Regions from separate parts of the Mus musculus genome. Here region 2 is linked to region 1. A link is a contact called in public HiChIP or PLAC-seq data. All regions are on one chromosome and are shown on one strand. The core of a region is the stretch at or near the end of the contact, and the rest is flanking DNA. Distances in the headings are between cores, read along the strand shown. Region 1 overlaps Epb41 (erythrocyte membrane protein band 4.1). Region 2 has its middle 34 kb from the start of Oprd1.

Region 1 (6,248 bases), core at 1,906-4,405:
TGACCAAAAAGGGAAAAAATGTTATGTCTTAGATTCTCTTCAGAAATGCACAGCATCTAAAATATTGTCTGCGTACGTTTTTCAGCAGACAGCTAAGTACTAGGAGGGATTTCCCCGTCTTAAGGGCAGTACAGCACAATCAGGAGTTCACAGCATTACTCACTAGAACCATTTTAAATAGCAAACTATCACATGGAAATCTGAAGAGTTAAAAATAGAAAGCCAGGTGTAGCGGTGCAGACCTTTGATCCTAACCCTTGGGAGGCAGGAACAGGTGGATCTCTGTGAGTTCGAGGCCATCCTCATTTGGTCTACAGAGTGAGTTCTGAGATAGCCGGGGCTACACAGAGAAACCCTGTCTCGAAAAAAAACAAAGCAAGGCGGAGGAGGAAGGAGAGAGAGAGATTTAAAAATAGAATTATAGTGTCATTTTTAGAGTTATTTTTTAAATTATTAATCCTTAAAATAAAGGGACAGTTCCAATGTGACGTCTTAATTTGTTTCCTCCACTGACCAGAGTTGAAACACTCACTTAAGTATGGGAGGGATGCTTTTCTGCTAGTCAACTACCTTGATATTTCCATGACATTTAAAGAAATTTACAGTGAAATGAACATAAGAAAGGTTGGGAGAATGAAACCCATAAAGCTATGTGTTCCCTAGTGTGTTGTTGTGATAAAAAGAAATACACAACTACCCTCGGTTTCAGCTCCTAAAACTCTTGAAATCACCAGTAGTAAATGCCTTTTCTATGCTCAGAAATAATGGATGGCTGGGCCTCCTGGAAAAGCCTGGGACGGGGGCTGCTTTCGAGTCTCATTCCTCAATCTCCTGGGAGAGGAGAAAGCCTGAAGACTGAGTTAATTGCCAGTGACCAATGGTATAATTAATCACAGCTATGTAATGAAGCTGCCTGTCTAGTGTTGGAGTCACAAGGCAAGGCACCCGACATGAAGATAAGGCTATAGTGGATACTCCAGCTTCAGGTCAGCCACTGAAATGGATACCCTTGCCTGTGCCACACAGGAGAAATGAGCCGTTTCACAAAGCTGTTTTGTGATCGACTACGGATCATGAAAAAGTTTTAAGTGACTGCGTTGGGGTTGATTGATTGTATAACAAAGGTAACTGATGTGGACCTGTGGTACAAAGGAAAGAAACAACTTTAAGGTCTTCACAAAGCCTGACAATACAGGAGAACTAGCAAACAAACCAACCAAAGCACAGGAGATAGGGAATCGCAGCAGATAAGTAAATCCCACCTTATCCGTAAAAAAGGACCTTACGTGCAGATAGACGTGGCAGGATATGTAACTCAGTGGTAAGGTGATAGTTTAGCATGTTTGAGGCTCTGAATTCAATTCCTGGCCTTGGGGAGGAAGTGTTCCCATCAAAGAAGTGAAAAGCCACAGAACCTAGGAGAATTTTATCGGATATCTTAAAAAGATCTATTTTACAGACTATAAAAAAGCTCCTGGTTAGGTTTAGTAGCACAGGCCTATAACTAAGCATGTGGAAGGCTAATACAGGAGCATCAAGGGAGGGAAGAGGGGAGACAGACTAGGGGTGCTTGTAAGAGGGAAGAGAAGATGGTTTCTCCATCAGAAAGCAGGCCAAGGAAAGGATATATCCCAAACATGACCACATCCTGAAGAGGGGTGGCTGTTATCTTCTAAGTCACATTACACAGAGCCGTACTAGTAACTGCACACGCTTCTCTGTTAAATCTCTAAAGTCTAAGGCTGTAAGATGGGAACAGAATGTTCCAGGCTGGTCTCAGCTGTGTTCTGCCTGAGTATTAAGAGAAGGCTCTCCTCTGGGACAGAAAAAGAAAGAGAAAGCCATACTCCCTGAGGTCAGCAAGGAACTCCCCAGAGGAAGGAGGATCTTTAGGAACAAAAGCCCTTACTATGATCTCCAATTACTCTGTCCCACATAAAAGTCTGGATAATTCATTTTATTTAGTATGATAGAAAATGTTTTTTTTTCCTAGCAAAACATAATATTACTAAAAAACTAGGTCTGGCTCCAACATCACATTGCCCTCAAAATCCTGATGGGTGTGGTACATGCTCCTTTCATTGCAGCAGTCTGGAGGCACAGGCAGGTCGACCTCTGATCAATAGTGAGTTCCAGGACAGCCAGAGATGAATAGAGAGACCCTGCTTCAAAAAACAAGACAACAAGTGTATCCTCAAAGGACTACTAGTTGGAAAGTATGGGAAAGAAGATAAAGGAGAAGAAAGGAGGAAGGCAGGGAGATTTTCAACAAAGCAATACAAATTCTTTGTGGAAGTGGACAAAGTGCTTGCCAAGCAAGCATGAGGACATGACTTCAGATCCCTAGAACCCACATAAAAGGGCGGCAAGGCAGGTGTGACAGCCACCTGTAATTTAAGCACTCAGGTGGCAGGCACAAGGAATCTCTACGATGACTAGCTAGCTGACTAACTAGAACTGGCTAGCTCTGGGTTCAACAAGAGACTCTGACTCAACAAAGGAAGTAGAGTGTGATCAAAGATGTGCAAAGTCAACTTTGGGCCTCCATACACATGTGCATGGACACACACACAAACACACACACACACACCCCACACACTCATGAAAAACTTTAGGCTGGGTGTGGTGGCTGGCACAAAGCTCTGATCCCAGCACTGTGGAGTGAGAGGCAGAAAGATCTCTATGATTTTGAGGCAAGCCTGGTCTACAGAGCATTCATGTGTTGTTCCCTATCTTAAGAACGAAAACCCAAAGTACAATGTTACTAGGATAGATGTCATAAAGAGCCAAAAATGTCCACAACTCTCTGTTGAAAGTTCCTCCAAATAGAAAGAGAAGCCAGGATCAGGATCAGAGGGCAGGCAGCATGCTCAGTGAGGCCTGAGTTTGATACTCGGCACTAGGAAGAAAAGCATGCGTCAGTATTCTTTTTCAAAGGAAAACAGGAACATAATACTTCCCCCAAATGTATAAAAAGCACAAACATATGTACAGTCATCATTTTGGTTAAATGCATTTTTTTAAATATATACTTCACAAAAATGAGGTACTATTTCTTTCTAAAAAGATTCAAGACTCTTCCGATTTCGGGCAGTTTGTCTAAAGGCTGCCTTAAAAGCCACCCTCCCAGAGCAAACCTCTTCCTGTTTGTCAAGTGTGTGTTTACTTTCACATCTGCTTCAAAAGATAAAAGCAACAATGGGGACACCAACCACAAGACTGTGTCCTACCAAGCCGGAAATGACGCTATAAACCCAGACTTGCTGTGAAATGGGTCTTCAGAACACTCACACACAGGCTAACATGCAAATAAAAACTTAAAAAATTTACAGTGTGAGTCTGAATCAAACCCAAAGATCGACACTGGACAAAACTGCATTACATATTTGCATACAACCATTATACAGACCCAAAGACATCCAATTTCAGTAGACAAGGGTACAAGTAAGGTATAAAAATACAAAGGCTCGGAGGGTAGGTGAGCTACACAAGCCTAGCAACCTGACTTCAATCCCTAGAACCATATAAAGAAGAGAACTATGCCACAGTTTGCCTCTGGCCTCCACACAAGCAAACATCATACACATCTGTGTACACACACACACACACACACACACACATACACACGACTACAATAGTAAAAATTAATCAGAGATACTTAGCAGGAGCTGGGTGATGGTGGTGCATGCCTTTAATTCCAGCACAGGGGAAACAGAGGCAGGTGGATCTCTGTGAGTTGGAGGCTAGCCTGGTCTACAGAGTGAGTTCTAAGACAGCCAGGGCTACACAAACAAAACCTAGTCCAGCACAGCCAGGCTATGTTACACAGAGAAACTGTCTAAAAAAAAAAACAAAAAACAATATATATATATATATATATATGTATGTGTGTGTGTGTGTGTGTGTGTGTATTTAAGAGCACCTAGAGTGACTGCAAACATCTGCAATCCCAACATTTCAGAGATGCAGGCAACAGAGTCACAAGTTCAAAGTCACCCTCAACTACATAGCAAGTTTCAAGGCTAGCCTGGGGGTACATGAGACTGCCAGGAAAGAAGGAAGAGAGGGAGGGGGAAGGAGAGCCAGCCACATTAAACAAATGTCACTTCTTCTCTTTTCCCTTTGATAAAATCTGTATGATAGGCACATACTATGCATATATTTCCTAAAATATGATTATCCTCATTTTACACACACACAAATACAGCTTTAGAAAAGGACTTTCACAAGACAACAGTTATAGAGAACTCATCAGCTTTGACAGAAGGTTTACATCCAAAGCTCTTACCCCCGACAAGCAAAAGGGTCTCAGTAAGGTCTCATCACTCTGAATGCCAATTTTCAATTGTGTGATTCTGGACAAGCTACTTAGCTTTTAACTTGTTACCTAAACTGTGAATTGAGATTAATAACACTCCAGTAACCTGGGGTGAGGCTTAACTATGAAAATCATCATGACAGCCAGGCATCTGGTGTCTAAGTATTTCACAGACACCTAAGGATGTGGCTCACAGTAGGAAGCTAGCCTAGCATGCACCAGCACCTCAAGAGAAAAAAAAAAAATTCACATTTGACTTCCTATATTTAACTCATCTAATCACCATAACATTAAAGGTATAGAACATCCCTACCATTATAGAATGAATTAATTATCACAGATGTGAGTTAACCTGCCCATGGCCACGACTTAGAGTGGCATAAGTGGAATTTAAAACAAAGCATTGCACCCCAAAGCTGTACTCGAACGTCTACACTATATCTACAAAGTATAAAGCACAAAGCCTGAACCAGGTAAGCTAGCAGTGAGCACTGACACTGTTTACCTGGCACACTGAGCAGGCTCCAGTAAACACTGCTGGTGATAGGCTGAGAGAGTAGGACAGCCAAGACCTAGGCTAGTTACCACAGGCTGACTCTGCTTTTTCTATAAGTATGTGCTTTTCCACACACAACAAAGTCACTCTTACACTTCTAGTCCTACTACTAATACCAGATCTCTGGACTCCTTTCGGGCAGGCTCACGCCCTCTACATTCTTTTACAATCACATATACTCACAGGACCCTGCTCATCCTAGACAATATGCAGTAAATTAATGAGTAATACCCTTCCTGCCCTCAAAATCCTTCCAAGAGCCCAGTCAAAATCCTTCCAGGAGTCTCAGTCTTTTGCCACATCTTGAGACCATGGAGGCCCACATGTTAGGAATCCCAGTGGTTATGTTCCACTCCAAATAAAATATAATCCTGTAAGCCTAATTTTAGGAACAAATCGGGGTTGGGGGAATATAAGAAGTCAGATTTAGCACAAATGGGAAAAACCTGAGCATTAGACCAACAACGGGAGCTCATTATCTTTCTCTTCTTTCCTAATTTAAATCTTTAGATTCATTTTCAAGAGCTAACAACATATGTAACCCCCAAGGATCCATGGATGGCTAAAGCCAATGGGAAAAGGTAATTGGAAACAGGATATTCACAATGCCAACGTTCCTCCACAAATACTAAAAACATTAACCACTACACAGAAATCTGTGGGTTACTACTTTAACTAGGTGACCAAAATTAGCAGCATTAATTGTGGGACAGCCTGACATTATGAACTTTCCAATGTGATGCAAAACGAGGAACACAATGTCACGCTAAAGTCTTGCCAAAATATTTAACCTATGTCTAATCAAACCTACAGAGATAAATTTCCAGTTTATAGGAAATAAAACAAAGAGAAGAACAAATTAAACAAAGCCTCAAGGGAACAATCAAGTACATTCAGAATAGAACATTCTACAACCAGCTGGCACCAAGACTTATCAAAGTACACAGGTAAATCCTGTTCCAGATTAAAGGAAATGTGACCGAGATATTTACATTTAAAAGTCTAACTACCACTGCTGAGATGGCTCAGCAAGTTGCATGCAAGTCTGGCAACATGAGTTCAATTCCTGGAAACTACATAAAGGTGGAAAAAGGAGAGAACTGACTCCACAGTGTTGTCTTGGACCCCTATACATGCACCCACACATACACATTTTGGGAGTATAAAGTGCTAGAACTTCTCCAACTTTCTAAGAAGATATACAGGATAGAGGAAGGAAGGAAGGAAGGAAGGAAGGAAGGAAGGAAGGAAGGAAGGAAGGATATAAGAATCTAGAAACAAAATTATAGCACAGACTTAAATCTTAATTATCGTAACATTCACATCACCTTATGCATCCTGTCATAGGTCTAGTTAATACACTAAACCGTATCT
Region 2 (6,248 bases), core at 2,427-4,926, 140 kb after region 1:
GCCCCCATGAGGCAGGCGGGGTACCCGGGTCTCCTGCTACTCAGCTGAGCTTCAAGCCTAGGGGAGAAAACTGGAGTTCCAGGTTCATGGAACCCTCAGGAATAGACACTGGGAGATGAGGACACCTGATACCCTCCAGGAGGAGTCCAGATACATATATACACATATGTACATATACTCACTTAGGTATGTATACATACATACATATATACATACAGATAAATACATACACATATACTCAAGTAGGTATACATACACATATGCCACATATGCACATATATTCACAGGCAAGCAGATAGTAGGTAGGTAGATAAGTAGATAGATGATAGATAGATAGATAGATAGATAGATAGATAGATAGATAGATAGATAATTATAAAGGTATAGAGGGGTGGTATAGGAGGCCATCTGGCTCACCTACAGATATAAAAGTGACTGGTGGCCTTGGAGGGTGGGTGCGCGGCCATCAGGCATGCTGGTTTTTGTAGGGCACAGAAAGTGGCTGTGTTCAGGACACTGTTGTGGCCTCACACCTGAGCCCCTCAAGGAAGGCATGGCACTAGGAGGTGATAGATATCTAGAGATAGATAGATAGATAGATAGATAGATAGATAGATAGATAGATAGATAGATAGAAAGAAAGATAGATAGATAGATAGATAGATAGATAGATAGATAGATAGATAGATAGATAGATAGACAGACAGACAGACTTCATGGATATTTGTCTACAGGTCCTGGATTCAATTCCCAGCACCTACATGGCAGCTCACAATAGTCTATAACTGGAGTCCCATGAAATCTGATGTCCTCTTCATAGACATAGTTGTACAGGCAAACAAAACATGCATACAAATAAACAAATAAATCTTTAAAAAATCAAAAGTTACGATCATGCTCAAATGTAACTGTAAAATAGGTAATTTGGGGGTAGGAGCAGGGCACAATAATAGAGCATTTGCTTTCATCCCTAATATCTCAGAAAGCAAAATTAAGGCTGGAGAATTGGCTTAAAGATAAGAGCACTGGCTGCTCTATCAGAGAACCCAGGGGCAGTTTCCAGCACCTATATAGTGGCCCACAACCTTCTGCAACTCCAATTCTGGGGATGGGAGACCCTCTTCTGGCCTCTGCAGGCTCCTGTACAAATACATATAAAATATAATAATAAAAAACAAATCTTAGCCAGGTGTGATGGCATATGCCTTTAATCCCGGAACTAGGGAGGCAGAGGCAGGTGGATCTCAATGAATTCAAGGTCAGCCTGGTCTACAAAGCAAATCCAGGACAGCCAGGGCTACACAGAGAAACCTGTCTTGGGGGGAGGGGTCAAAATAAATAAATAGATAAATAGATAAATCAATCAATCAAGTAAGCTCTGCAGAACCACGTCCTACGGTACAGGGGCTCAGAGAAGCCTGTTTTTTGGACATCACTCCAGCTTTCTCTTTGGCTTTGTGACCTGAATAACCATCTCCATCCCCAGGCTCAGTTTGTGGATCATTTATGTTGCAGCCATGGTGTTGGTGGCCCCGACGGCTTCCTCGCCTCCCTCCTGCATGCTACCCCTGTGAGGTCCTGTGCACAGGGTGCTCTGTGAACCCCATAGCCCGACAGAAGAGTGATTCATCGTTCCACTTGACATCTCCCCATTGGCGCCCCCTCCCATCATCCAGTCGCCTCCCACAGAAAAGAACCAGAAAAACAGCTCGCAATCCCATTAGCTGAAGGGGATGAAGGGCCAGAGAGCCAGCAGTAAGGCCCCTAAATAGAGCACTCATGGTACACTTTTAATCACCTCGCTCACCACGACCTGTGCCATTATGTAATTCCAACATTGTTGGCTTTTTTTTTTTTTCATTGTAAACAGACAGCAAATACTCTCCAAAGACATTTCCTGATGATTTCCGACTCCATTGCAGGGCATTTAAATGTGCACGCGCGCCATTAGCTGCTTTGCCTCAATCTCTCCCCTGCAGTTCCTTCTCCCGCTACGAGTCTGCCCTGTCATTCTTGATATTGAGCTAGAAGAAACCATTCCTTTCTTTTCTTTTCTCTTCTCTTCTTTTCTTTTCTTTTTTTTCTTTTGAGACAGGGTTTCTCTGTATAGCCCTGGCTGTCCTGGAACTCACTTTGTAGACCAAGCTGGCCTCGAACTCAGAAATCCACCTGCCTCTGCCTCTGCCTCCCAAGTGCTGGGATTAAAGGCATGCGCCACCACCGCCTGGATGAAACTATTCCTTTCTAGAAACTTCTCTAGCACACACACACACACACACACACACCCCATATAATTTCTAAGCAGTAAATCACATATACCCTGAACAAATGTTTTTTTTTTTCCTTCCAAACGATGGGGATTGAACTCACGGCCTGAAGCATATGTTGGGTACCATTGCCCATGTTCAGGTGCTGTCTCAGATCAAGACTCCAGAGAGGTCCCTCTGCCCCACCCCCACTCACTGTCTAGCTGGGACCAATCTTCTATCCTCTGTCACCATAGATTGCTTCTGTCCGTTCTAGAGCACCATAAAAATAAACTGTGTAGTAGCGTAGTGCTCAGGACTAGTACAGAAGGATTGCCTGATGTGGGGGCCAGTTTGGACCCTTGGGGCTCACTAGCTCCAAGTGAGATACCCTGTCTCAAAGAAATAAGGTGAAGTAAGACAGAGTGTGATGGAACAGGACACCCAGTGCCCTACCCTGTTCCATGAGCACATACGGGTGTGCACATCACTCAAACACGGTACGTGTGCGCATGCACGCATACAAAAACACACAGAGACACAAGTGCACATAAGACTCAAAATATATTCTCGGGGCTGGAGAGATGGCTCAGCGGTTAAGAGCACTGACAGCTCTTCCAAACGTCCTGAGTTCAATTCCCGGCAACCACATGGTGGCTAACAACCATCTGTAATGAGATCTGGCGCCCTCTTCTGGAGTGTCTAAAGCCAGCTACAGTGTACTTACATATAATAAATAAATCTTTAATTTAAAAAAAAATATATATATATATATTCACCAGAAGGACTTTTTCCTCCATTTCTCTTTCTCTGCCACCAAATTCAGGCTAAGAGTACGTTCTCTTGACCTACAATATCCTCCAACCAATTAAGGTCTCCCAAATTCTAGGCCCCTTAAGCACTCTGCTATATCCCTAGCCCATTCACCTCTGTGAACCTTCCCCAACTGCCTCAAGCAAGTGGAACCTGCCTTTCTCCAGCTCCCAATGGCAGAACAACACGTGTTTTCTTATAGAGTTGATCGCCCTTTGGGGTTACAGTCTTCCTGGCCAATCTGCGTCTCTTCTTAAAAGTCCCAGAGCCGGGCAGTGGTGGCACACGCTTAATCGCAGCAGTCAGGAGGCAGAGGCAAGCTGATCCCTGCGTTCGAGGCCAGCCTGGTCTATAGAGAGAGTTCCTAAACAGACAGAGCTACAAAGAGAAACCCTATCTCAAAAAACAAACGCACAAACAGTCTCCGAACAGACGGCTGAGGATTTGTACAATTCGGTGGTTAGAAACACTTCCTCGGAGCTTTGACTACCTGAATTACATGCCTGGATCACATGCTGGAAGAGAGAAACCCCTGAAAATTGCATGCCTGCACTCATGGGCACAATACACACAATAATGACGTCACTAAATGAAAATTTGCTTAAGCGACACTGTCTACACTGGTCAAGCTACTAAATCTCAGACTGCAAAGGCTAGGCTGAGAGGCTGGCTCAGAAATGCTACTTTAGTGCCACCTACTGGCATAGTGGAGTATTACAGTTCCCAGTTTCTCGCGTTCAGGAAACTCAAAATCTTTTTGTTCCTCTGTGTGTGTGTGTGTGTGTGTGCGCGCGCGTGTGCGTGTGTGTGAGATGTGTAATACAGAGACAGAGATCGGGATCACTCATGTACCACAACACACTCAAAATCTTTTTGTTCCTCTGTGTGTGTGTGTGTGTGTGATGTGTAATACAGAGACAGAGATGGGATCACTCATGTACCACAACACACATATGGAAGTCAGAGAACAGCTTTTGTAGATAAATTCTCTCCTTCCACCCTTATGTGGTTCTGGGAATTAAACTCTAGTCATCAGGCTTGCAATGTCAGGCTACAGGGACCTTTAGCCAAACTGCCGGCCCCACTTTGGTTTTTAAGACAGTCACTGGGGCCTGAGGCTTACCAATTTAGCTAGGCTGGTCAGCAAGATTGAGAGCGCCATCTGTCTCTGCTTCTCCAGAAAAAGCACATTCAACCACGTCTGGTCTTTTACACAGGCGCTGAAATTCGAACTCAGAGCCCCACACTTGCACAGTATGAAGGGAGTGGCACTAATGGGAGGTGTGGCCTTGTAGAAGTAAGTGTGGCTTTATTGGAGGAAGGGATGGGAGAAAGGCTTTGAGGTTTCAGAGGCTCAAGCCAAGCCGAGCAGTATCTCTCTCTTCCTGCTGCCGGATCCAGATGTAGAACTCTCAGCTACTTCTCCAGCACCATGTCTGCCTTCCTGCCATGAGTATAATGCATGAAACCCCTCCAGCCATAAGGCAGCCCCCATTGAATGTTTTCCAGTAGAAGGCTTGCAGTGGTCATGGTGTCTATTCACAGCAATAAAACCCTAAGACAGAGAGGCTTACAGATCATTGTTGATGAAAGTCAAGGCAGGAACCCAGAGGCAGGTAGTGATACAAAATAGAATCCAGGACCCCCAGCCCAGGGATGGCATCACCCACAATGAGCTGGGCCCTCCCCAACCCATCACTAGTTAAGAAAAATGCCTTACAGGCTTGCCTCCAGCCTGACTTTAGGGGAACATTTTTTTTTCCATCAGATGACTCTAGCTTGTGTCCAGCTGGCATAAAACCAGCAGCGTAGACATAGATGGACAAATTGGTTATTAATGAGGTGGAACAGATCAGGGAAAAATTTGGGGTTGGGACACAGACATGAATAAAATGGCTAATGACATAGCCATGGGGACAGTGGAACACTGCAGCGTTCAGGAGACAGATTTGGTCTGTCTAAATGTATTGACCTGTGATGGTTTGTATATACTTGGCCCAGGGAGTAGCACTATTAGGAGATGTGACCGTGTTGAAGTAGATGTGACACTGTGGGCATGGGCTTGTCATAGCTGCCTGGAAGCCAGTCTTCTCCTAGCAGCCTTCATTATGTAGCCCAGGCTGGCTTCAGTCAAATTCATGATCCCCCTACATCTCCCAAGTACTAGAGCTACAGTGCCCCTCCATGTCAAGAAAGATGCCTTGCCAGGGTTCAAATGCACAAAGGATCAATGTACCAGCAACATCATCCATGGCTGCCAGGCTAAGCCGGCAGACTGGGAGTCAGCACTGGGAGGAGCTGGAGAGCTGATTGAGGGGTTAGAGTGAACAGGAGAGGAAACACAGAGAAGGAAGTAGGTAAATAAGTAAACGAGACTCTGTAGCACACCACCCAAATCGCAACTACAGTTTATTCTTAAGACAAGGTCTCCCAGGCTGGCAAGATGGGCCAGTAAAGGTGCTTCTGAGCAAGCCTGCCTACCTGAGTTGGGTACTTGGGACCCACATGACGAAGAAACAAAAACAACTTTTGAAGGCTGACCTCTGCATGCATATATACTAAATCAATAAATGTAATAATTATTTATAATTTAGCCATTTATTTATTTTGGTTTTTCAAGACAAGGTTTCTATATGTACGCCGGGTTTTCTGAAACCCACTGGGTAGACCACTCTGAGATCTACTTGCTTCTGCCTCCCGAGTCAGCACTCGGGATTAAAGGCATGTGGCACCACCACTCTGCTGACAAATGTCATTTTAAAAAGGAATGTTTGGGCTGTTTGTACGCATATTACCACATGCATGCAGTATCCGCAGAAGCCAGAAGAGAGCGCTGCTGGATTCCCGGGACTGGAGTTAACAGATGGCTGCTAGGAATGGAATCCAGGTCCTCTGGAAGAGCCAGTCAGTGCTCTTAAACATCAAGCCATCTCTCCACACCACGCAAAAGCAATTTATTAAAGATAAGTCCCAAGGAATCCTCTTACCCTCACCTCCCCAAAGCAGGGATCCAGCTTTTTACAGGTGCTGAGGACTCTAACTCAGGTTCTCACTCCAGCACATCAAATAATTCATTAAAGTGATCGTTCCTGGTCCTGAAATTAATTTAAAGCTCTATTAAAAAAAAAAAAAATCACTGCCTTCAGCAGCCATTTTTCTTTACAATGATGAAATCATAACGGGGTGAGG

What was found. HiChIP or PLAC-seq counts read pairs in DNA pulled down with a chosen protein or histone mark.
Region 2: a contact with region 1 is called in an H3K4me3 HiChIP or PLAC-seq map of bone marrow-derived macrophages, with 3 times the contacts expected there. The contact joins two enhancer-like sites. A contact is called at or near these places in 3 of 484 Hi-C or Micro-C datasets (the HL-1 cell line, embryonic stem cells and nephron progenitors), 4 of 115 datasets of contacts at active chromatin or transcription factors (bone marrow-derived macrophages, embryonic stem cells and microglia) and 2 of 9 other capture datasets (adipose tissue and pancreatic islet).

What each region holds. Positions count from the first base shown.
Region 1 is chr4:132,037,261-132,043,508 of GRCm38.p6, forward strand. All of the region lies in intron 1 of Epb41 (erythrocyte membrane protein band 4.1), which reads right to left. Among named protein-coding and RNA genes, the nearest start is that of Gm36157, 9.1 kb to the right of the region's middle. Within about 2 kb of position 3,156, at least 148 of the 459 cell types and tissues checked have an H3K27ac peak or open chromatin away from gene starts, as enhancers often do. A contact at or near this core is called in bone marrow-derived macrophages, where this site is marked.
Region 2 is chr4:132,175,020-132,181,267 of GRCm38.p6, forward strand. No RefSeq gene overlaps it. Among named protein-coding and RNA genes, the nearest start is that of Oprd1, 34 kb to the left of the region's middle. Within about 2 kb of position 3,677, at least 28 of the 459 cell types and tissues checked have an H3K27ac peak or open chromatin away from gene starts, as enhancers often do. A contact at or near this core is called in bone marrow-derived macrophages, where this site is marked.